2 separate regions of the Gossypium hirsutum genome follow, and region 2 is linked to region 1. The links are chromatin contacts, called in public Hi-C maps. All regions are on one chromosome and are shown on one strand. Each heading gives the region's core, a stretch centred on a gene start, on an enhancer-like site or on the middle of the called end of the contact. The rest is flanking DNA. Distances are from core to core; before and after follow the strand shown.

Region 1 (6,211 bases), core at 1,204-3,703:
AAGAAAGTTGCACAGATTAACCAAGGGAAAAAGAGAGGAGGGAAAACTCACGTCAAAATTTCCTGAAGGAGAGAGAAAAAAATTTGAAAAAAAAATTGATAACAAAAATCCCCCATATCTCTCCCACTAACTCACAACTACATCAGAGTTTTGGCTCCACCGAAACTTTGTCAAACAACTGAGAAAAAATTAACACTCTTATTAACGTAAGGATTTAAACACAAAACCTCCAACATATTAACTCTTTTACCACTCAAACTAGCAAGCTCATTCTGATATAAATTAACAGACAATTTTATATAAGCCCACTCAACAAGGGTAAGGCTAGGATTAAAAAAATAACAAAATTTGGCAAAGGTAAGACTTGAACCCAAGACCTCTCAAACACACCTAGAACACTTAATCATTAAAACAGACAAATATTTGTATTAAAATTTACAGATACAAAAATAAATTATTTAAGGCGTTACAAAATATTTTTTTATTTTTCTAGGTTTTGTAAAATATGGAAGAAAGTCTTGTAAAAAGACGATGGTTTCTAGGTTTCAACTCAAAAATTTGATAAAATTTTTAAAAATTTTTTGTAACCTTTTTAGATTTTTTTACATATATATTTTTAATTTTTAGAAATTTTTATTTATAATGTTTATTTTTAAAAATATTTTAACATAATTTTTAATATTTTTAATAATTTATATTTATTTTTAAGATTTAAAAAAATAGAATTACTGTTAAGAAAAAATAAAAAATGATATTTTTAACTATAATGAAGAGACCAAATTAATAAAAAAAACATTTAAATTAACATACTTTTCGAAATGTATAAGGGTTAATTTACTCAATTTCAATAGAATAGCTGAAATGGAATCTGCTTTTAAATCCAAAGGCTTCTTCAATACTTCTATCTATTTTTGGTAATTCAAAAGTTACGTAGAATAGTTACATACTAGATTATGATATAGAATAACTACTTGAACGTTGTATTATAAATGTGATATAGAATTGATATAATATAATATTTTATATATTAAAAATTTTAGCAAAAATTTTTAAAATTAATGTTGTGTTAAATTATTATCCATATTCATAATCAAAATATTTATATTCATCATTTCTTTAATAAAGTTTATATATATCATTAATTATAAAAAATACATATAATGCAACATTCTATAATTGTATACTATAATGAGATTCATGACATAAATAGATTTCCTTGAAATAAAAAGATCATTCTTTTTCTACTTTTTAACCTGAGATTTTTACAATCTGGATTCCATGGAATTGACAGTGATTAATGTTTCAGCAAATGCTCCTTCAAAGACATGGATGCCATTGCTTATGCGTTATGATCAAGCGAGGTATAAAAAATAATGATTTAACTTTGACCACCATTTCTCCTTCTCAGATGCTCCAACACAAGTTTTTCACCAGTCAGCTGTTCAACCAAACCTTACATTTCAAGGGAACTAAATTTAGAGCCCAAACAATCAAGTGAGAAATTATTCCCGTAATTTTATCAATAAAAGCATGAAAATGAATCTAAAGTGGCTTAGCCTAATTGGTTTATGCTAATAAATTTGGATTCGACTTAAGAAAATGAGAAGAAGAATAATGAGATTAGTACCATTTGTATAATCTCGACAGTCATGAAGCCCAATTCTCAAATCAACCTCCCATGTGTTGTTGAAGTCATAGGCCTTATCAACAGCATTCCCTTCAGCATATCCAACGAACCAACATCTGCTCCTCGGCAGCTTCCTTAACTTCCTTGTAAGAACAACTCCTATCCCAAGTGTTACTATAATTATATCCCAAAATTTTAACTAAACCATAATCGCCTGTACCAATATAAGTTTTCAATTTTGGAAAGTTGATACATCTGATACATTGATGAATTTTGATAGTAATAAATAAAATTTGGCAGAAGTCTACTATAGCAAACCTGGTACTGCTCTACCAGACAGAGCAGCAAGTGCCGTGTATATGTTCTCTGGATCTTCAGGTTGAAAATCAAAGACAATGGCCTACACTTAAAATTTTCAGATTCAGATTAAATATCCCTAAAATTGTAAACAAATATTACCAAAGATAAATAATAAAAAATTTATATGAATTAAAATGGAGAGAGGTGAGTTCAAAGGATGATAAGGGCTGTTGTACTTATTGCAGCTTGCTTCAGTTAGATTTTTCAGACAAAGCTAGCTCCTACTAGCAGAAAAATTATGGGGAGATAATGAAGAGGAAAGAACCTGAGAAAGGAGAGGAGAAGAGGGTTTGATGATGACCATGAAGTGTTGCAAGTCCCAGACACTGAGGGAGTAAGCAGTTGACATCAAAAGCTGGGCCGGTCCCTTTGTAGCTCTTAGTGCCACTGCTGCCACATAAACTTCATCTTTGCTTCTTGTCAGAGTTGATTTTGTGAATAGAAGAGCTGACATTTTGCATATTGATATGGAACTTGAACCGTCAATACTAGTACTTTAAAAGAGATGAATGCAAACAAGCTCGGCCCACAACTAACGGGCCTTCAAGAGTCTAACCAAATTATTGGACTACATTCCAATTCTTTTTGGAGCGGCAAACAGGTAATTTCAAGACTATTTATATGTATAAGATTTCATTTGTGAATTATAAAAATCATATTTATGAACAGTGATTAAAGATGTAATAAAAAAAAAAAAGGTACGAAGAGCTCCTACTATTCTAACCTGGTCAATGGGTTTGATCACTTTCGCTTTAGGATTGAGAACAATATTTGTAAGAATGCTTTAGTAGCGTTAGAAGAGTGCTACGAGCAGTGTACTGCTAAAGAACAAAGATAAAACATCATTATAATTATGCAGTTTGATTTTTTTACATTTATAAGGTTTTACTCAGAGATATCATTTATTATCTTAACACTTTGTATAGCTAGTGATTCAAGTTCTAATACTAACTAGATTAGTCACTTGACTGTTACACCTAAGATTTAGATTTCTCCTCTAAATTTTCTAAAACTTAGGTTGAAAATCAAGTAATTCACATGTTTTCAAAAGCATTGTCAACTATAAAAGTATTTGAGACTTACTAACATGCTAGATTAATTACAGTCAATCTTTCCATCAAAATAGTGAGATAATAAGCTCAAAGAATATATTCTCTAAGTCCAAGATAAGTCTTCAACTTCAAGATATGTTACTAAGTTTTTCCAATCTGATTCAATCTCCTCAAAAGAAAAATGCTGATTTACTTAACCCTATCCAAATTAATTCTTCAATATATATTTTTATAGATAGTTTGGACATCATAGTTAGACTTACACATTCAAAACATCATCAAAGATCACAACTCAAAATTTTGTTTACAAAAATTTTTAACTCCAAATATAATAAGTTACAATACTGAACACTACCCAATAACAATGGGAGTTGCACCCGGTGCTCATCATAACAACTTCAACACTTCAAATTTAGACTAATTTTGATTCAACATTTAGGTAATATTTTGAAACTTACATTTGAATTTTAAAAATTTAAATTTGAAATTCTAGATCATTGCTTGGGAATAAAATATTTCAAATATAAGAGTTTGAATTATTTCACATACATTATTTGAATAATTAAATTTAAATTTTGGCTTCAACTAGATTTAAGCTTTATTTCATTCTTATCCAAAATCTTATAAAAAAAAGTAGCTGTAGAAAGTTTGATAAGTTTTTATTTCATTCTTAAATTTTTGGGGGTTAAACTAAATCAAGTTAAAATTATATTAAAATCTTGAAAAAATCAAATATAATCAGAATAACAAAAACTGTAGCTATAGAAACTTGATATAGTTTTTAATTCATTAACAATTTGATATAGTTTTATTCAAGAAAGAAAATTTTATGACATTTGGATTTTAAAAATTCCAAATTCCAAATTCCAAATTCCAAAATTTAAAATCTAAAATTTATGTTTTATAAGATTGAGCTTGGATTTACTCAAATTCAAATCCATAACTTTTATTAGATATCCAAACAAAAAAAAATTGAAAATTCTTTTTTTTCCCCAAATCTTGATTTCCAAACATGGCATAAATTAATTAATATTTACAAAAAAGAGTTCACATAATATTAATAAACTTCAAAATTAATAAATTTAATGAAATTTTAATTAAAGTATTTGAAAATGATTTTTTGATAAATTTGTTAAAAATAAAAGTTTTTAACATTGAATAATTTTTAAATAAAATTTTATTAAATGCGTATATATATATATGAAAAAATAATTTTATATATTCAAAAGCTATTAGCATAAATTATAAAGAATTCTTTTCTTTTTATTCTAATAACATTCTAATACAACTATTACTAAACTAAAAGTTAATAGTATTTGCGGATTGAGTTTTAGCTTGATTGGCATGTGTATTATTATCAATATAGGAGGATGTAAGTTTGAGTGCAATGAAGCGTATTATCCTCCTATTTATGAGTTGGGAGGCTATTGGTAGTTTTAGGCATTATACCAAAAAAAGTAGATATAATCAAAATCTGTAATGAATTTGTTTAAAAAAAGTTAGTAATATTTATTTATGAAATATTTTGGCTTTTGTATGTTATTTGCCTCTTTAATTTTCTAATTCCACACGTAATTATTTGAGTTGAAATTTATTTTTTTAATAATTCATCAATAGATTAATAATTAATTATTTAACTATTTTTTATAATATTAATTTGCAACAATTGTTAAGTTGCGTAAAAAAATTTCAAGGCTTGGCTGAGACTGACAAAGTACAATATCTCAAAAGAAAGATGGAGACTGTGATCGAGAGGCTATCTTTCCTAGTGGTAGCATTGGTAGATCCATTAAAAAGTTATGACAGAGGTCGACGGAACCTCCTGATCCAGACGATCTTGTAGTGGATGATAAGGGAATCAAAGTGAATACTAATAATGTCATAACAAAGTTGTGGAAAGATAAACTTTTGGGCAATACGACTACCTCGATGAACACACAGAAAGAAGAGGATTTTGAACTGCTATTGTGGGATGCTAAAAAAGAGATTGTTGATGGCATCCCTTCCATCCCTTTCTCTGAGTGAGTACACCGATTCATTGCAAAACATATGTCTTGGACTGTGATTGTCAAGTTGCTAGGTAGAAGGATTTCGTATCTCACCATGTCCAACAAATTGCAATAAATTTGGAAGAAAAAACGTCGTTGCAAATCCTAGATTTGGAGAATGATTATTTTTTTGTCAAGTTTCATGATGATGATGATGAGTACCTTGCTGCTTTTTCGAGAGGACCATGGAAAATTTTTGGCTAATACCTGTTGGTGTTAGAACAAATAACAAGCAAGGTTTAGCAAAAACTTGAGCAGCAAGGCTCGATACTTGCTGAAGAAACAAAACAGAATTCGAAGCAGAAAGCAAGCAAAAAAAAAATAGAGAGTATGTTGAATGAAAAATGATGATAATTTCATTAATTAAGAACAATGTCATAATGTCAATACATAAACCAAGCATTGTGCTTGTCAAAATCAGTATAAGGTCAACTAATCTATACCAACTACCACTAATACATTAGAACTTACAAAACTAAGCTTGTACACATAAATAAAGCTGATTAACAACTCAATCACTTTAGAAATACATCAAAATTCTACCTAACATTGTTCAAAATGAACCAAAATGCATTACATTAACCAAAATAACAAAAATGAACTAAATTCAACAAGTTGCACTTGGTTTAGCAGCTCCTACTTGGCTCGAGTTGCATGGCCTGCTTCTTTGTTGCTCTTGGCGCCACATGCTAACCAACCTTTAACACTCCTCCTTGGTTAGCATGTTGCAAACTCCCATTTGTTCTCTTAGTTTGATAAACCTTGATACACCAAGGGCTTTAGTTAGAATGTCAGCAATTTGCTCTTCAGAATTGCAATGAATTAGCTCTACTTCTCGAGCTTACTCCATTTCCCTTACAACATGCAGCTTAATGCTGAAATGCTTTGTTCTACAATGGAAAACAGGATTCTTTGTAATTGCAACAGTAGACATGTTATCACAATAGATCTCTATTGCTTCCCTTTGATGTAGGTTCAAATTAGCTAGGATTTTCCTCAGCCAAATGGCTTGGTTCACAGCTCCTGCAGCTATCACATATTCAGCTTTAGCTGTTGACTGAGCCACTACACTTTGCTTCTTCGAACTCCAGCAAAACATAGCTGAACCAAGGGTAAAAGCATAC
Region 2 (6,211 bases), core at 2,762-5,261, 250 kb before region 1:
TTTTAAAAAATACATATAATTAAACCCAATGCAAAAAAGACTCAAATCCACTTGTACAAGATGAGAGGGGCGACAACCCCACCTCTACTTTAGTTGGAGTAAGAGTGTGTTTTCTATTAAATAAATATTATTTTTGTAAGTCTTTTCAATCAAGATTCTCCTTATAAATGGATGATATTGGTAGAACTAGTAACATAGGTTTCATATATTGTTATTCAATTAGAAAGTAGTTAAAATTTATTTTTTGGGAATTACGATTTTTATCGGTTTCTATTGAGAAAATTACTTTCCTATTGAAAACAATAAATTTGTTTCTTATTTTGTATTTGGTTCATATTTTTTGAACCCACATAATGTTGTTCAAAGTACGAGGATAGTGAAGAAGGTTGTTTAATTGAAAGTTAAGAACAACTGACGATTAAGAAAATTTTTAAACTTCTGTTATTACAATAAATCATTTTTTAACCGGATTTTTCTAACACAATGCATAGGTTTTACCGATACATTGGACAACTATTTCTAGTATTGTTGGTTATACTACTTCACAATTCCTTGAGACAGAAATATTGAGTCTAACCTGTGAGCCTGATTATAATATCAATCCTGAAGAATCAGAGCCAGGGATTTAAATAGCGGTCTAATACTGCTATAGCGGCTACAATATAGCGGTAGTGGAACCGTCCGAAACTGCTACTGCCGATACCGCTATTATATTTTACAATAGGTTGTGTGAATTTTTAAAAAAATTCACGACCGCGATACCCGCAGTGACCGTAATAGCATCCGTTATGTCCGCAACTACGACAAACGCAACGAGACTGAAAACGTGGCTGCGACCGTAATTTAAATACCTGATCAGAGCCTTCACACACCGTTGATATGGATCCGGGTGAGGAGAAATTATTGCTGAAGCAAAAGGCTATATTAGCTAAAAGGAGGGGCAAGAGACTAGCCTGGCAGAAAAGATTGAAGACTCCAGGAGATTGTTTTCTTTGCAAAGAATGTATTGTTTTCTTTGCAAAGAATGTACAAAATGGAGCCCACGGGAATAAATAAAAGGCAATGGGCCTTGAAGAAGAGGCCTACTCTCGGCTTTTATGATGTTAAGGATCAAGCCTTCTCCGAAGAATGGAAGGGAAAAAGAATAGTCGAGAAAACGGCGGGGAAGAAATCGAAACTAATTTTACCAAAACCTACTGGACATGGCAGTGACGTTCGTGCACGGAATGAGGAACTGGCTCCTCTTGCATATTATTCCGAGACACCTCAGCAAGGAAGGACACCCGTACGGATTGGACTGGTAGTCTTCCACAGCCGAAGAACAAGTACCATATAATAACCACTCCCAGAAGAGAGTGAAGAACAAGATGAGGAGACTGAAAGAGTTGTCGAATAGGACTGCTAGAGAAAGGGCTGAGGAAGAATCTCGATAGCAACCAAAAGTGTTGCAGAGGGAGCTTCCAAGACCTAGCAGTACCTCCTTGGAACTAATCAAAGATTCTCTGATGAGGACTGATGGACTGATAAGCATGGAACTTCGTTGCTAGAGGATGAAAATGCCAGGTATCCGCTTGATGAAAAAGCAAGCAAGAGAAAAGTGCCAAATGCTTCATCCCACATAAAAGTTTTTGAAGGAGATGAAATAATAGCGGTTTGTCATGCTTTCACTTGTTATCCTGCCTTTCGTTCCTTCATTTTGGTGTTTGCTATAGAATTGAGTAAACATTGACTGTCTCAGATCCATTAAACCATTTAAAATTACATCCAATAAGTTGTAAAGAGGTTTTTGCTAGCTTCCACCTCATAAATGTTTTGGTGCTTACAAATTTTACAATCTACATCTGTCTTGTGTCACGGCAAGGAAGGTCCTATACTCTAAATTCCACTGAACCCCACAGACTATGAACTTGTAAATTCAGGTCCCTGTCAACCAGATACTGAGATTGTTTTTTTTAAAGGGGGTTTTTCATAATTCATCACTTTAATATCAGAGATGATATTTGAGCATAACTGTTGATGAGGCTTTTGGAAGTTGGGAACTGACCTTAATCTTATTGGTTAGTTGATTCCTTGAAGAAGCGAGAGGCTGAATTACTTCGGGCGGCAATGGGATGCAAGCGAATCTTTTGATGATTTTGTGGAAGCACATAATACTTGCCTAAATGATCTCATGTACTTCCCTACTCCTAATGCTTATGGTCTATCAAGTGTTGCTGACAATACAGAGAAACTTGCAGCCTTGGAGACTGAATTTCAGAATTTGAAAAAGAAGATTGACAATGATCTGAAGGCATGGAGAAGAAGTTCAATCTTCTCACACAGGGTTATCAGGTTTGTGCATTACTTATAATACTTTAGTTATGGAACTTGTTGAAATTCAATTCCTTTTGGTACTGAAAAACAAATTTTGGTTGATCAGAGAAATGCTGCAACTCTTTCGGTCAAGATAGAATCAATGTTTAAGCTGATGGATATTGCAGGAAGAAAACTACAGTGTTTCCAAGAATTACAAAAACAGGAGCAATTGGCTGCGCCACAGAGAGCAATTAGAACGAACCTTGCCAAGTCGTTACGAGAAACTCACGACTGAGCTAGAAAGGATTTAGAATCTCATGAAGATAAACAGTATACAAGCAGAAAAGCAGGTAGAGGCTGCTGTAACAGATCCTGCACCTTCCTCTAGCTCAAAAGTTGATATGAATTCTGCCATGGATATGGAAACGGATGGGAAACACTTGCCATGTACACAATATACAACACCCAACTAAATTTGCAGCATAAACAGTGAACAATTGCAGCTTTAGCAGCGTTTATAAACAACATTTGTAAAAATAAAAATAATAGAATAAAAATAATACTCCCAACACAACTTGCAGCATAAATAAATTGTTGGGATTTATTTTAAGAAAAGAAAACAATTTCCAGCCACGTATGCTTATCCGTTCAATATTTACGAGTTCCAAAAAGCAAATCAAGAAGGCTGCGTTTTTCTGCAGGTGGTGGTTCTCTCGTGTTTTTTGCAGGCGTGATGGGTACTAGAGTGATCTAATTCTCTATTGACTCAATCTTTATCTTTTAGGATTATTTTGTTGAGGTTTTCTGGATTTTAGTAGTTGAGATTTTTACTAAAAACCGATGTTCATCAATTAATAAAGTCATAGCCATTTATTCATCATATTCAAAACTTCTTTATAATATCTAGTGTTTTGTATTATTCAGTTCAATCCTGCCTCTCAACTACCTATTAAACTCAATGATAGTGCCAACTTTCCAATCTGGAAAGAGCAAATGACCATGTTACTTGATGGCCATGGTCTAATGGGTCATCTAACAGGTGCTACATCCCCTCCTCCAACGACAATTTTAACAAATGATGTTAATCAAGAGAACCTTATGTAAAATGGTTTCACCAAGATCGCCTTCTTTAGCAAGCAATTCTTCGTTTATGTAGAAAACACTGTTGCTTCCACTGTTGTCTCTGCCGATTCTTCAAAACAAACATGGATACTTTTGCATACTCTTCAGGCCAACAAAAGCCACACACGGATTTACAGTCTCAAAGATCAACTAACTCGTGTTATAAAAGGATTAACAGGAGTTTTTCAATATTTACTTGAGATAAAAATGATCTCTGATGAACTTGCTATTGTGGGTGCTCCCATTTCATACGAAGAGTTAACGGTTAATATTCTCAGTGGTCTCAATTCTGATTTCAAGGAAGTCTCAGCTTCTATTCGCACATGCGACACCCCGGTTGAGTACGAGGTGTTATTTCAAAAGCTTCTTGACCATGAATAGTTTCTCCAACATGAAGATAAAAGCCACACATACTCTATTACAGGAGCTGTGGCTACAAAAACTACATTAGAAAATCCTCATCAAAACATTCGTTGTGGTCTTCCAAATACATCACAATCACCCTCCAACTAGTGGCGCACTCCCATGGTATAATGACGTCCTCAAAACAACCAATAGTGGCCTTCTAATACTACATGTCGTTCTCCAAATAATTAATGTAGACCATCTTTTCCCTTGCGGTAAGTTTTTCCAACCATTCAATGCAGAGGCGATTCGGGAAGGCCTTTTAAATTTTAATTTAGTAAAGATAAAATTTCATTTTGGCCCTTTTAAAATTATAAAAATTTGATTTAATCCTTTAAAAATTATAAAGATATAGACTATAAAAATTTAAAATTTAATTCGGCTCCCTAAAAAATTGTTCTGGCTTCGCCCCTAATTCAATGTCAACTTTGTGGTCGTATAGCTCGAACTTGTAGCTCTAAATCTCACTCTCATTAGTAAGCTATTGCTAGCTATGCCTCTCAAGCCTATTGTGTTATTTATAATAATAAATCTAAAGCAAGATGCACCTATGATTTGTGCGAGGCGGACTAAAATTGATCTTGGTTTTCAATTGAACAGCCTTCTTCACTATCATCAAACCACAAATTGTCTTAAGTCTCGAGCAACATGAGTCAATCATTAAATGAAAATGATTTATTTACTTGCAGCAAGAAAGTAAATTCTCTCTATAAATCGAACATTTTCTAATATTACTCAAAAATAGAATTCATTTTTTGCAAATAAATTATCATCATTTTTTTTTTTGCAGAATAATGACATATGAAATATGTGTAAATATCTAAACCAATGGTCTCTATTTATAAAGAAAAGTACAAGAGTTGTGCTTCAATAAATCTTAAATAAATAACATTATTTTAATAGAAAACACAATCCTACTCTAATTAGAGTAGAGGGGGGCTGACCGCATGTGTGCGCAAAAAAAAATTATAAAATAATTTTAAAAGTTGTTTTTAACTATAAGTGTACAATGTCAAATTGTAATATAGAAATTTACAATGAAATATGAGAGTATTTTGATGATCGAATCTAATAGATTGTTAAAAATTGATAAATGTTGTTATTAAACCAATAATTTGAAAGCAAATATTAATCTAATTGAATCACAAATTAGCAAGGTAAGCAAAAATCAAATTGAGAGAAAACTAATCCTAAATTTAATATCTACTTCCTATTTATTATTTAAACAATGTAATTTCATTAATCCAAAATCAATTAATTAATTAACTAATGTTAAGCTAATACCATATCCCGATTGAGTTTTTTACTACTCTTACTTAGGAATACCTTCTTGGTCTCTTCCTACTTAATATTTATCACCTGAGCTATTATTTGGTCTCACTTAGGAATACAATTTTCCTCTCGATCTCATTGCTCGACACATTTACCAGAACAATATACGATAAATTCTCCCATCTTTCTCCTTTATCTAGATATTTTACTAGAGGCATCAATTCCATCATTTTTAGTTGTTTGGAAAAATTAAATAAAATATCTAATCGAATAGAAATTAACACTCAATTAAATAATTGATTAATCAATTAATATATACAATATATTCATAAAAGCACATAATTCAAATTCTCATTGTGGTACATACATTCTATCAAATATATGATGAATGAAATATTAAAAAAAAAAGTGGAGAAATTTTCATTGATAAATTCGGGTAATTGCACGACTCTTGAGTAATCTTTAATCACAAAGTTTAATTGTCGAAATAAGAATTCAACACATTAAATAAAAATAAAGATAAAAATAAAAATAAAATTGAAAACTTAATCTAAGAAAATTTCCTAAGAGAAAACTCCAGTCTAATCTCTATTGACCATCCATCTTTAACTCCTTAACTCTGAAATAAAATGTTGTTTATAAAGGAAAGAACTCAAAGACTAAAGTGCCCATTGTGTTACTACCATACTTAGGGCTTAACATTAATAAATGACCTTGAAATGCCCTTAAAACGCAAGTAAACTATCGCAGGAATTGTCGCTACGTCAGTCATCTCCACATCGCGAAGAGCTATTTATTTTGGTCTCCTACTGCGTTTGTCTTCAATGTCGTGACTTCATTGACTTGTGGTCGTGACCTCGGCTGCAGTTTCATCCCTGAAGTGCATCTTCAGCTCCCAATTAGTCTTAGATAATCACACAATCTTATTTAGTTATAAAGTAACATAAAATAGCATAAAATTTACTAAAAAACACACTTTTATTACTTACAAACCCAAAAACACAAATTAACACTAGAATGACTCGATTTTACTTAAAAACATGTTGAAATAAGTGCAATGGAATAACAAATATACATATTAAATTGTGATAGATCATATCCTCCACACTTATATTTT

The links. A called contact is a pair of places that touch in the nucleus more often than the background predicts.
Region 2: a contact with region 1 is called in a Hi-C map of leaf, with 3 times the contacts expected there. The contact joins the enhancer-like site here to the promoter of LOC107955717 in region 1. A contact is called at or near these places in 14 of 34 Hi-C or Micro-C datasets (anther, callus, fibers and 2 more).

The regions. Positions count from the first base shown.
Region 1 is chrA07:90,391,407-90,397,617 of Gossypium_hirsutum_v2.1, reverse strand. It overlaps LOC107955717, which reads right to left and starts at 2,453. Exons shown (of 4, transcript XM_016891516.2): 1 at 2,253-2,453; 2 at 1,946-2,027; 3 at 1,628-1,786; 4 at 1,195-1,452. The coding sequence starts at 2,441. The coding sequence ends at 1,379. It overlaps LOC121231809 (a long non-coding RNA gene), which reads right to left and starts at 351. Exons shown (of 3, transcript XR_005929869.1): 1 at 1-351.
Region 2 is chrA07:90,647,696-90,653,906 of Gossypium_hirsutum_v2.1, reverse strand. It overlaps LOC121231811 (a long non-coding RNA gene), which reads left to right and starts at 1,129. Exons shown (of 2, transcript XR_005929872.1): 1 at 1,129-2,331; 2 at 2,420-3,175. Within about 2 kb of position 4,011, at least 1 of the 9 cell types and tissues checked has an H3K27ac peak or open chromatin away from gene starts, as enhancers often do. A contact at or near this core is called in leaf, where this site is marked.